2 separate regions of the Danio rerio genome follow, and region 1 is linked to region 2. A link is a contact called in public Micro-C data. All regions are on one chromosome and are shown on one strand. Each heading gives the region's core, a stretch centred on a gene start, on an enhancer-like site or on the middle of the called end of the contact. The rest is flanking DNA. Distances are from core to core; before and after follow the strand shown.

Region 1 (5,672 bases), core at 138-2,637, 150 kb after region 2:
GATAGACAGAACGATACAAAAGAAATAAAAAAATGAAACAAACAACAGGCAGATAGACAGAAACAACTGATAATAGAAACAAATCGATAATATTAGTAGAACAAACAAACAACCAACATACAGAATGTGTCACAATTACCAGCGATCGTATTTCATAAGATCGCTGGATTGCACTAACAATAACCATGGACTACAAATCTACCATTTATGGACTACATTTTCATACATGCACTCCAGTCACACTCACATATGCTTCCTCATCTAGACTGATTACTCGCACCACCTGAGGATCGTCAGAGACTGTTTGCACACACTATTTAAGCTACACACTCACCTATTCACTTTGCCGAGTCTTGTTTACTGTAAGTAGCACTACAACGCGTTTCCTAGTCCTGTTATCCTGTGTACCGACCTTAGCCTTGTTAGCCTCCTTGTCTTTGTCTGCCGCCTGCCTTTTGACCTTTCGCCTGTTACTGATTCTGGATGGCCTTCACATACCCATTTGCACATGTATTGAACATTGCTTGCCTGACAACGAATAAACCTGCACGTGGATCCAAACCTCAGTTGTATGTGTCACTCCCCGCGGTTACAGATAGACAGAGAACATTAGTAATAGCAAGAAGAACAGATATGATAGTGAGAACGAATGATGTATTGATGAAAATGGTAGATGAAACAAATGAACTACAGACAGAGAGACAGCCAGAAAGCAAGATAAACCAAAAAATGTTGAACTTCTATATTAACTTTTGTGTTGTTTCATATTAACAATATGCAAAACAATGTCACAACATTCAATAAAAGCTATCTTTTTCATGTTAAAATGACTTTTTTTGTCCTGACCATCTGCGACAACGATGCTCAAAAATTTAATTTTCTTTCTATTTACGCAACATCACAACAGCATAAACTACAATGACAATGATCACCTCAGGTACCGATTAAGGGCTTTATTAAACATGAGATTAAATACCGTTTTACATGACATTTATTGTCATAGTACTGAAAGCAGCAGCAGATCATCACCTCAGATCTTGAAAATAAAACAACATTATAACAAATAACTGACTCATCAGTCACTCAGTAGCCTATATTCAGTATTTCATCAGCCGAAGATTCAACACTGAGGCATAAAACCTACTCAATGTAAACAGTACGTCTTTCTCTTGTTGCCGCATTTGTATTTACATCCTTTAAAACCTGTTATCAAACTGGAAAAGAAAATCCTCAGTGCACATGAAATGAACACGCAACAGATCTCCTAAAGCAGGATTTGTAATTATGTGGAAAGGCAAAACAACATCAGTAGGCATGATAACACTGGGAGAAGCAGCTATAAATAGACTGGATCTCTAAAAGAGGAAGGGAAAGAGAGAGCGAGAGAGAGAAAACGCTCACTGCAGGATACATGAGAGCATTAGCATTCAAACTCACACACACACACACAAACACACACACACAGACCATAAAAGCTGCTCAGCTCATAACAACACTCAAACAAAGAGGAAAGTGTGCATGAGGGAATCTTTCACAACCTGCTAAGAACAAATAAAACATTTTTTTCTGCCCCTTTAGAGATTATATTGAAGCCAATTAAGCATATTATTCTCAAAATCTCATAACTGTAATGCGAAAAATATATCTATATTGCATTATAAGTATTATTACATCACCGTAATGGAAGTTGTGTATTTGTCTGAATTATGGCCAAATTAGACTAGATTAAAACAAGATTCTCTCTTTTTCCACAATTCAACAGTCTTTAGTTGCCATGAACATATTTATTCAACAGTTCTGTTTGTACCTCAATTCTGATTGGCTGATAGCCGTGAGGCATTTTACAATAACAGCACTCAGGCTATTCACCCTTGTGTATTACTTTGCCCAATCTATGGTGTTGCAAGCATACCGAGGACTACAGTTAGACAAATATTGCAGCTGTTAGACAACATAATGTACTTTTTTAGGTGAAAATGGAGTTATTTAGATTGCAACTATGCAGTTTATTTATATGGTTAGTGCCTATTTTAACTATATCATTTTAAAGATTCACCACATTGGCGGATAATCAATTCATTATAAAAAACAAGTAAATGACGTTCTAAGGGTGCTTTCACACCTGTGAATCGATTCCGTTGTTCCGAAACAGAGATTAAAATTGTTACATTGTTGCTCTTTGCTCTTGGAGCGGTTCGCTTTCACACTGCAAAGTTTCTAATCGGACCAAAAGAGCTAAAACAAGTCACGTGCAAGTAAACTCTCCTCACACTGGTCAGAGTTTCAGGGTTTATTTTGCAGTGTCCCGCTAAGCTGTCAGGAGAGGTGGTGGTTTGGTGGTGATTGACAGGGTGCGCGCGTGACGTGTCTGAGGAGAGACACGGTGGGGAGGGGTGAGAAGGGTGCGCGACAATGGCTATTTGAGGACTGGGAGAGAGACGCGAGATTACCGGGAGATCATCACTCGTTTGCGGGCATCCGGAGACTCGCGAAACTTCCCGCCCTACTCATAATTCTCTCTTCATATAGGCGTAAGCCTATTACATATCCATAAAACACTGTGATATAACTGCGCTCGGATTGGATCGCTTTCTCACTGCAATCGAACCGCTCCAGGGTTCGTTTCAATCGAGCCTAGACCACCTCATTTAAGTGATCTCGGAGCGATTACTTTGGCGCGGAAAAGAGCGCGATTGCCCTGTTCACATATGCCAATCGAACCGCGCTGACTGGGCAAACGAGATACGTTCCGAAACAAAAGTGTAGGTGTGAAAGCACCCTAAGTCAGGGGTCTCCAATCTCGTTCTTGGAGGTCTGGTGCCCTGCAGAGTTTAGTTTCAACTTGCCTCAACACACTTGCCTGGGTGTTTCAAGTGTACCTAGTAAGACCGTGATTAGCTCATTCAGGTGTTTTTGATTAGGGTTGGAGCTAAAATCTGCAGGACAACGGACCTCCAGGAACCAGTTTGGTGACTCCTGTTCTAAGTCGATCTCTCTCTCTTTTGTATTTTGTAGCGCTCTCTTTATACCATAGTACTCTGGTAGTGTTTGTTTTGGTGTTTTCAGGGTTAATTATTGTGATCTTCCAATTGCATCAGAAAACTACTGGAAAATCTCTGTAGACTGATAGCATTTCATGCCGTTCAGCCTTATAATCTTAAAATGTGAGCAAAATCAACTGTTTTGTCATCACTTTAGACCAGTGGTTCTCAAACTGAGGTACGCAGTCTTCCTTCTAGTGGTACGCAGAGGAATGAAATATGTAATGTACATGCTACACACATTTAAAAATTGTATCAAATTTTATCATTGATGTATATAATATGCCATATATGACATATAGCCTATATTTCCAAGGTAATCTGCCACGTTTTTTAAACTGTGCAGAGCTGTAGCTGCGTTACTGGGCCTACTACGCTATTGTATTTCAATACTGCTGATTTTGGTGGTACTTGGACAGACTTTTTTTTTTTTCTGAGGTGGTACTTGATGAAAAAAGTTTGAGAACCACTGCTTTAGACATTGGGCTAGAGAATCATTCATATACTAGCTCTAAAGTGATATTGGTGAATTAGTAAGTTTCTGTTGTTCTGACCATCAGCTGCAGATATGAATGAGTGGTGGAAGAAAGCAGTTCTTTGAGACTCTCCATGTTTGATTTTCTTTTTTATACACATGATTATGCTGCCAAACTGTTGTATGAATGCAATGTCATACTTGTGGTAGTGAGATATGGCTGTATATTGTCACTGGTGGGAAACTAGTGGAAGACTAGGATTTCATTTATTCAATTGTAATATATGCTGATAAATAAAAAAAAAGAAAAAAAAATAAGATGCTAAAAACAAAACAAATAAAACATAAATAAAACATTTTAAAAGCAAATAAGCATGACAATATTTTACAAATATATATATATATATATATATATATATATATATATATATATATATATATATATATATATATATATACAGTATATACTTTAATTGTATTAAATACTACTACTGCCACTAATGACGATAATGACAACAATGATGATAATAATATGATTATTATTAATAATATGAATAATAATGCTGAACTGGAATGAGAATACTGTAATAAACCAATAAACAATAACATATTAACTTTATATAGATAAAACCTGTTATAAAAATATAAAAATCAATGAATAGTTTACAGCACAACGATAATGATACTACTACTAATAATAATATTAATAATAACGATAATAGTACTACTACTACTACTACTACAACTATTAATAATAATAATAATAATAATAATAATAATAATAATAATAATAATAATAATAATAATGATAACGATACTACTACTAATAATAAAAACAATAATAATAATAATAATAACAACGATGATACTACTACTACTTCTAATAATAATAATAATAATAATAATAATAACTGTTGTTGTTATTATTATTATTACAAATTAAAATGACGAAATTTATAAAATAAATAAAATAACATTAAAATAAATACAATTAAATGCAAATTATTCATTAAAATAAATAAATAAAAAACTATTAATAATGTGGAAAAAAATAGCCCCATGTTTCCGGCAGGTTTCCTGACATTATTCTGCATTCTTGTCAGTTGTAATGAGTTTGTGTGTATGGCAGCACCGGGAGCAGCCATTAATCTAACAGTAATGAGCTTCAGATGCACTTCACACCACTGAGTTTCCTGACATACTGACCTCAATGTGTCTCACACCTACACACTGAAGACACTGAATCACAGCCTGACAGAGAGAGAGAGAGAGAGAGAGAGAGAGAGAGAGAGAGAGAGAGAGAGAGAGGGAGAGAGGGAGAGAGAGAGAGGCAGAAGAATTCTAAAACTTCTCAGCATTTCATTCATCAGACAAGAGTCAGAAAGTGTCCGGCGGCTGCGGCTCAGAGTTGCTTCCACAGATCAACAGCGCCGTCATTTCCTCTGAAAGAGAAACCGCAGGGCTTTACACCTCACTTTTGCTCAAAAACAATACAGAGATGGCAAACATGGCCTCAGAAAAGCTGCAGGGCTCACACAGACACGTTCAGATCGTGGAGCTGCATATTCACTCCGGCACATTCCTGTCCTCAAAGCTGCAATGAACGCGAAGGAAGAAACAAGAAAAACTGACACAAACGACAGTAGGTTGAGGAGGATTCAGGCCTGCTGTACGCAAACATCACACACTGTCAGTGTCAAGAGGAAAAGTCCATTCTCCTGCACAAAACACTCAGGAATACTTCAATCTGTTTTAGGGAAACACTGGAACACACTGCCTATCCATGTAAGATCTGCTCAGACCATTTCAATTTTTAAAGTCCGCATGAACTAAAAGCTGCAACTGTTTTTTTGTTTTCACTTCAGTATTTAACATATACTCTACCAGTCAATAATAATATTTTTTATCTTTTTCTTTTCTTAAAGCCTATTCTGCTTTTCAAGGATGCATTTATCATTATAAAAGACAGTAAATGTCCATCTGGAAGCCTAGATGGTGACTCTTTTGCGAGACTTTTACACGAGACTGTTATCGCACGATAAAAAAAAATGCTGCGGTTAATCTTTACTCAAAGTTGGGTTGGGAGTTGGGTCTATTCTACGCAAGCTATAATGACTTTCACCTTGATATTTTAGCGCAGATGTATACCTGACCGG
Region 2 (5,814 bases), core at 3,187-5,686:
ATCTGCCTTGTAAAAAGCGTTATAGAAATAAAGATGAACTGAATTGAACGTTTTACTGTTTCATCAACCACACGATCAACAGAATTTCCTGCACACCATCTATCCTACATTTTTTTTCAGCTGTCCTACCAGAGCTGAAACAGACCCCCACATCCACCTCCCACTCCAAACCAGGCCCCACATGTCTGCAGAACAAAGCCGTGGGCCCTTGGAGGTGCCGGAGCTGCTGGATTTGCAATAATGTCATTTTTTGTTTAATAGCTCTGGCCTCCGAGGCACAAACCCATCAGAGAGGGAGGCGAATCGGTCCACCGGCCCACCTGTGGAAGCGTTTTGGGGAGGTTTTCAGTGGAGGTGACACCTGCAACAGGACGTACTACATCTCGGATTTAACAGCAGGGCCAGTTAAAGAGGGGCCCGCGGGGGTCCGGTGCAGGCTGGCGGCAGCTTAAAACAACCCTACACTCTTTAAGGGCCCCCCTGCTGTAGATTAGGGGGTATTAAGAGGCATGACTGCCTTTAATTGAGGCCCAATTCACTGTTTCCATCTCCCAGAACAATAAACATCCCCACCAAGGAGCGCATGCGGGCGAGAGCGGGTGGGTGGGTGCGCCATTGTCGTGCTTGTTTACTTGTTTGTTTGGAGGAAAACAGAGACTGCAGCTACGCGACTGACTCTAACAGGCCTGACGCAATGGAGCCAGCGTGGCAGGAGAGATTAGATCCAGCGAGGGCCATTAAGGCGGCAGTGATCAGCGCTCCAGATGATGACAGAGCTCAGGAATTGCCCTCAGCAGGTGGAGGACCAGATAAGCAGGCACAGCCGGGGATTCTGCGCCCATTTTGGGGAGGAAAAGGGGTTTTTTGAGTTTGCAAAATAAAACGGAGTGGAATCATCTTATTCATGTCTTGAAGCATGTGTAGTTTGCATAGAATGAAAATTTGCTGCAGACGCAGGTGACAACATATTTTTAGCGTGGTCTTTTTTAAAAAGAGGTGACTCATTGGTTAGCACTGTTGCCTCACAGCAAGAAGGTCGCTGGGTTGAGTTCTGGCTGGGTCAGTTGGCATTTCACTGTGGAGTTTGCGTGTTCTCCCTGTGTTGGCATGAGTTTCCTCCGGGTGCTTCGGTTTCCCCAACAGTCCAAAGACATGCACTATAGGTGAATTGAATAAACTAAATTGACTGTAGTGTATAGGTGTTTCCCAGTGGTTGGTTGCAGCTGGAAGGGCATCCGCTGTGTAAAACATATGCTGGATAAGTTGGCGGTTCATTCTGCTGTGGCGACCGCTGATGATTAAAGGGACTAACCCAAAGGAAATGAATTAATGAAAATGCAAATAAACCAAGCTTCCACTTTGGGAGTCAAAAGCAGACGTGGGGGATTCCAGTCACATGACCAGACTTCAGTCAGACTTAAGTCGCAAAATTTTGACTTTAGACTTGCTTGACAAACAAACAAAAAAGACTCGACTTGGACTTCAGTCAGTCTATTTGCGGCCTCAAGTTTCCACTGCAAAAATAGCTTTTCCTACTTAGAGTAGGAAAATCTAACAATTCTTAAATCAAGAAGCATTTTCAAGACAAGTAAAACACATAGGGTTCTATTTTAACGATCTAGACCCAAAGTCTAAAGCGCATGGCACACAAACATTGAGGGTATGTCTGAATCCACTTTTGCAATTTTAAGAACGGAAAAATACGCTGTGTGATGCGGCACATGGTCTAACAGGGTTGAGCTTATTTTCTTAATGAGTTCTGAGTGTGTTTTGAGAATAAACCAGTCAGAGTCTCCTCTCCCATTCCCTTTAAGAGTCAGTTGTGTCGCACTTTGGCGTATTTGCTATTAACATGGCGACTTAGTAAGAGAAAAAACTGAATGCTTCACTAGTGAGAATACAGTTAAACAGACCATCTGCAGCACAAGGATAATGAATGAGCCTCCTCCAATTGGCCCTTACTTTCACCTTCTTTCAATAATTTAACATTGAAAACCTGATCTCTTCAATTGACTCTAAAAGCTCAACTAAAAAGGTACAATTTTAATCGAGACTAAAAGTCATCCACAGTTGGGGACAATATTTATTTTACATTATATGTATAGTGTGTATTATAAAGCAAAACAATGCGTCTAAACAAGAAAATGAACACTATTACAATGAACATTATTATTAATTTTTAACAAATAAACAAAATGCGGTGCTTTTTTTTGTATGGAGTTTTGTGCAGACATAAAAATTATTGTTGTTCAAATTGATAGTGGCAACATTTCACAACTCTTAACAATAATAATTAACAATACTGCTTCTTTGACTGATCTCAGATCCTGCTGGAAAGATTTTAGTTTACCCAAAAATAAACATTCTATATTACTCTCCTTTGTGAGTTTCTTTCTACTCTTGAACAAAAAAAGAAGATATTTTGAAGTATGTTTAAAACCTGTAACCATTGAATTTAAACGCTCTTTTTTTCCTACTATGGAAGTCAATGGTTATAGGTTTTCAGCTTTCTTCAAAATATCTTCTTTTGGGTTAAACAGCATGAAGAAACTCATAAAAGTTTATAACCACTTGAGGGTGTGTAAATAGTGTTCATTATTGAGTGAATTGTCCCTTTATGTGGTGCTACCATTAAAAAAAAGGAAAGCAAAAAAAGTGGCAGAAAACACGAACTAAGAATTTCTAATATTTTTTTTTTTTACATTTTATTTAAATTTTTGTGAGCGGTCTTCAGACTTTTTTTGTCTCCTCTGTTCTAATGTAAAAGTTGTCTGCTTCTCTCCCAGCCTGATTTTCCCTCGAATGCACTCGAATCAATCTCACACCCCCTTTTTTCCTTGAGCAAAAGGCTTAGGTTTATTCATAAAGTTTCATCAACGGGGCGATGTGGCTGTGTTTGTGATGGCTCCACAGCGCCCTCTATAGACTGAAACGTTCTTAATCGCACTACAGTGCCCAGCTGTCATCAGTTTGGTGCAGAAAGATCAAATGGAGTCAGCATTAGAACATAAAACAGCGAGTATTACCTCACACTGTCCACGCAGGCCAGTTTCCTGCAGTCGTGACCAGATGCTCTGGATGCGTCCGGCGTGCTCCGGGTGGATGTTACTGTTTCCACACATGCACTGGTGTTTCTGCATCAGTGTGTCGTACACCAGACCTGTACAAAGACAAATACACACTTTTAAGTCAGCATGAAGTCAAAGTTTTTGTTTTTCTATCTATATGACTGTTTTTTTTTTGTCCATGGTCACATATGACAGCAATACAACTGAGCATTTAATCCAGAAACTCTGACAAAACTCATTTCTGTTTGCAGAGCTGCGTTTAAAAAAATCTAAATCAAAATACCATTTCTTAAGAAAAGGATACAGGTTTAGAACATTTATTCATTCCTTTACCTTCGGCTTAGTCCCTTAATTCATCAAGGGTCACCACAGCAGAATGAAACGCCAAGATATCCAGCATATGTTTTACACAGTGGATGCCCTTCCAGCTGCAACCCAGCACTGGGAAACACCCATACACTCTCACATTCTCACACACACACCTCACGGCCAATTTACCAGCGACCTTCTTGCAGTGAGATGACAGTGCCAACCACTGAGACACCATGCTGCCCAGGTTTGTAACATAGTGAACTAATAATTTAGTTTTCATTTTGGGGTGGACTGTCGCTTTAAACTGACAATAAAGTAAATGTATAACCTAGTATTCCTATATAGGTAAATATACCTGTTATATGCCTATAATTATACCTAATTTCATCCAAAATATATTTCAAACGAGGTCACCATGTGGACAGAACAAATAAATTTCTTTAAAAAAAAAAAAAATATATATATATATATATATATATATATATATATATATATATATAATTAAAATAAAAAACAAAAATGTAAAATAAATAAATAAATAAACTAAATAAATAAATAAATAAACTACCAATATGACTGGTTTTGTGGTTTAGGGTCACATATGAAAGCAGTGCAACAGAGCATCTTATCTAATGACTGACCGGTAGTAAAGCGTGGTTTGGCCGGAGGTTCCTGCACCACGATGGGAAATGTGGCAGAGGCCGGGGATGATTGTGCTCTGGAAAGAGGCCGATGGACTGGAAAAGACACGGACAGTCCGGCCGCCTCCATGGACGCCTGATAGTTCCTCAGCTGGTGAATTCTCTGCTGCTCCAATAGGAGAGCTTGCTGCTCAGAGAGAGAGAGAGAGAGAGAGAGAGAGAGAGAGAGAGACAGAGAGAGAAAGTCAAAAACAGACATTATTACCTTTCAGTAAATTTAAGTTTGGAGGAAGACTTGTGGAAATGAACAGCTAAATCTTTAAAACAATGTTTCCTTCTTAATAAAGAGGAACAGGTTTTTATCTATCATGCAGTTACATATATAACCAGCAGATGGCACTCAATGCATTGCAAAACACTAGAAAGGACAACACAGTAGTCAACATTCAAAGTGAATCAAAAATGTTTTTTCAGGATTGCCCTAGGACAAGAACGGATGCTGTTCAATAGTTTTTGGATAACTTTGATGAAAGCTACTGATCCACTTCTAATGTTGACTACTGTATTTATAGAAAATGCTTCACATTTCAACAAATCATGGACAAAAGCTTCACTTGTTATGCTTTTAGACTAGATTTAGACTATTTAAAACATAAGAAATTGTGGCTTTTAAGACAAATTTTAATGATTTTTTCAATCAATTTTGAACAATTTGAACTCATTTCTAATAACTTATTTCTTTTGTTTTTGCCATAGTGGCACTACATTATATTTAATTACTAATTTTGCAATATACTTAAAGGACTTCGGGTTTGTTCTGTACACCACAAAAAAATAATAATAATAAAAAAATAAATTCACTGTTGCTTGTTCAAACTACCTGTTTAAAATGAGCTGAAACAACACCACTCTTGTAATTTCTTTAGCCAATATATTTGTTTTATGTTTAGTCCACTTAAATTTGTAAACCATTAAGCTAACTTAAGCGTTTTGTGTAAGGACAACAATAAGGAGCTGTGATGGTCCAACTACCTTGTTAGGGGATTTGCAGTTCCAAGCATGCTTTTCTCTCTTTTGAAAGAGAGAGAAATTATGAAAATAAAAGTAATCTTAGGTGTTTAAAGTTAATAGAAAAACTTATTGGGAGTTTAACCTTCATTTTAGTTTAAAGATCTTTTTTTTTCAAGTAATGCTTTTAGTTTTGACATTGCCACCTTGCAGAAGCAAGTGTTGGCAGCTTTATTAGTAAAAAGGCAGCTTGTTGCTTTGCTCAGTGAGCAATAACTGTCCTAAAATTAGTTCTGAGATCAGTATCAATGGGTATATGAAACCCATGAAATATGCTTAAATGTCTCTTAGTTCATTTAGGATAACTTCAAAAAAGACTAAAAGACTTTGATATATGTTACATTAATAGGCATACAAGGTATTATCAGACCTTTGAGTTAGTTAAATACAAACACAAATGTATTTAAACTTTTATTTGATAAAATCATGTTGGACCAACTCAATTGCATTTAATTGTGTAAATAGTTGTTTTGTAGTTGGTGCTAAACAAATGTATTGGGTGGAAATCCTGCCCTCAATTAAATTCAGTTTATCCAATAAGTTATTTTTTTGAGTGCAGCCAATCAAAAAACAAGTTTCTTAAGGGGCTAATAATATTTACCTTTAACAATTTTATAGTTTTTACTTATTTATTAAAAACTGCTTTTATTCCAGTAAAACTTAAATAAATGAGACTTTCTCCAGAATAATATATATATATTTTGTTTGTTTGTTTGTTTGATATC

Evidence for each region. A called contact is a pair of places that touch in the nucleus more often than the background predicts.
Region 1: a contact with region 2 is called in a Micro-C map of caudal fin, with 3 times the contacts expected there. The contact joins two enhancer-like sites. A contact is called at or near these places in 2 of 18 Hi-C or Micro-C datasets (caudal fin and an unstated tissue).

What each region holds. Positions count from the first base shown.
Region 1 is chr9:47,929,629-47,935,300 of GRCz12tu, forward strand. It overlaps a transcript of hdac4 not described here. Among named protein-coding and RNA genes, the nearest start is that of hdac4, 49 kb to the left of the region's middle. Within about 2 kb of position 1,388, at least 23 of the 62 cell types and tissues checked have an H3K27ac peak or open chromatin away from gene starts, as enhancers often do. A contact at or near this core is called in caudal fin, where this site is marked.
Region 2 is chr9:47,773,640-47,779,453 of GRCz12tu, forward strand. It overlaps hdac4 (histone deacetylase 4), which reads right to left. Exons shown (of 25, transcript NM_001039358.2): 12 at 4,022-4,208; 13 at 3,027-3,160. Among named protein-coding and RNA genes, the nearest start is that of hdac4, 110 kb to the right of the region's middle. Within about 2 kb of position 4,437, at least 2 of the 62 cell types and tissues checked have an H3K27ac peak or open chromatin away from gene starts, as enhancers often do. A contact at or near this core is called in caudal fin, where this site is marked.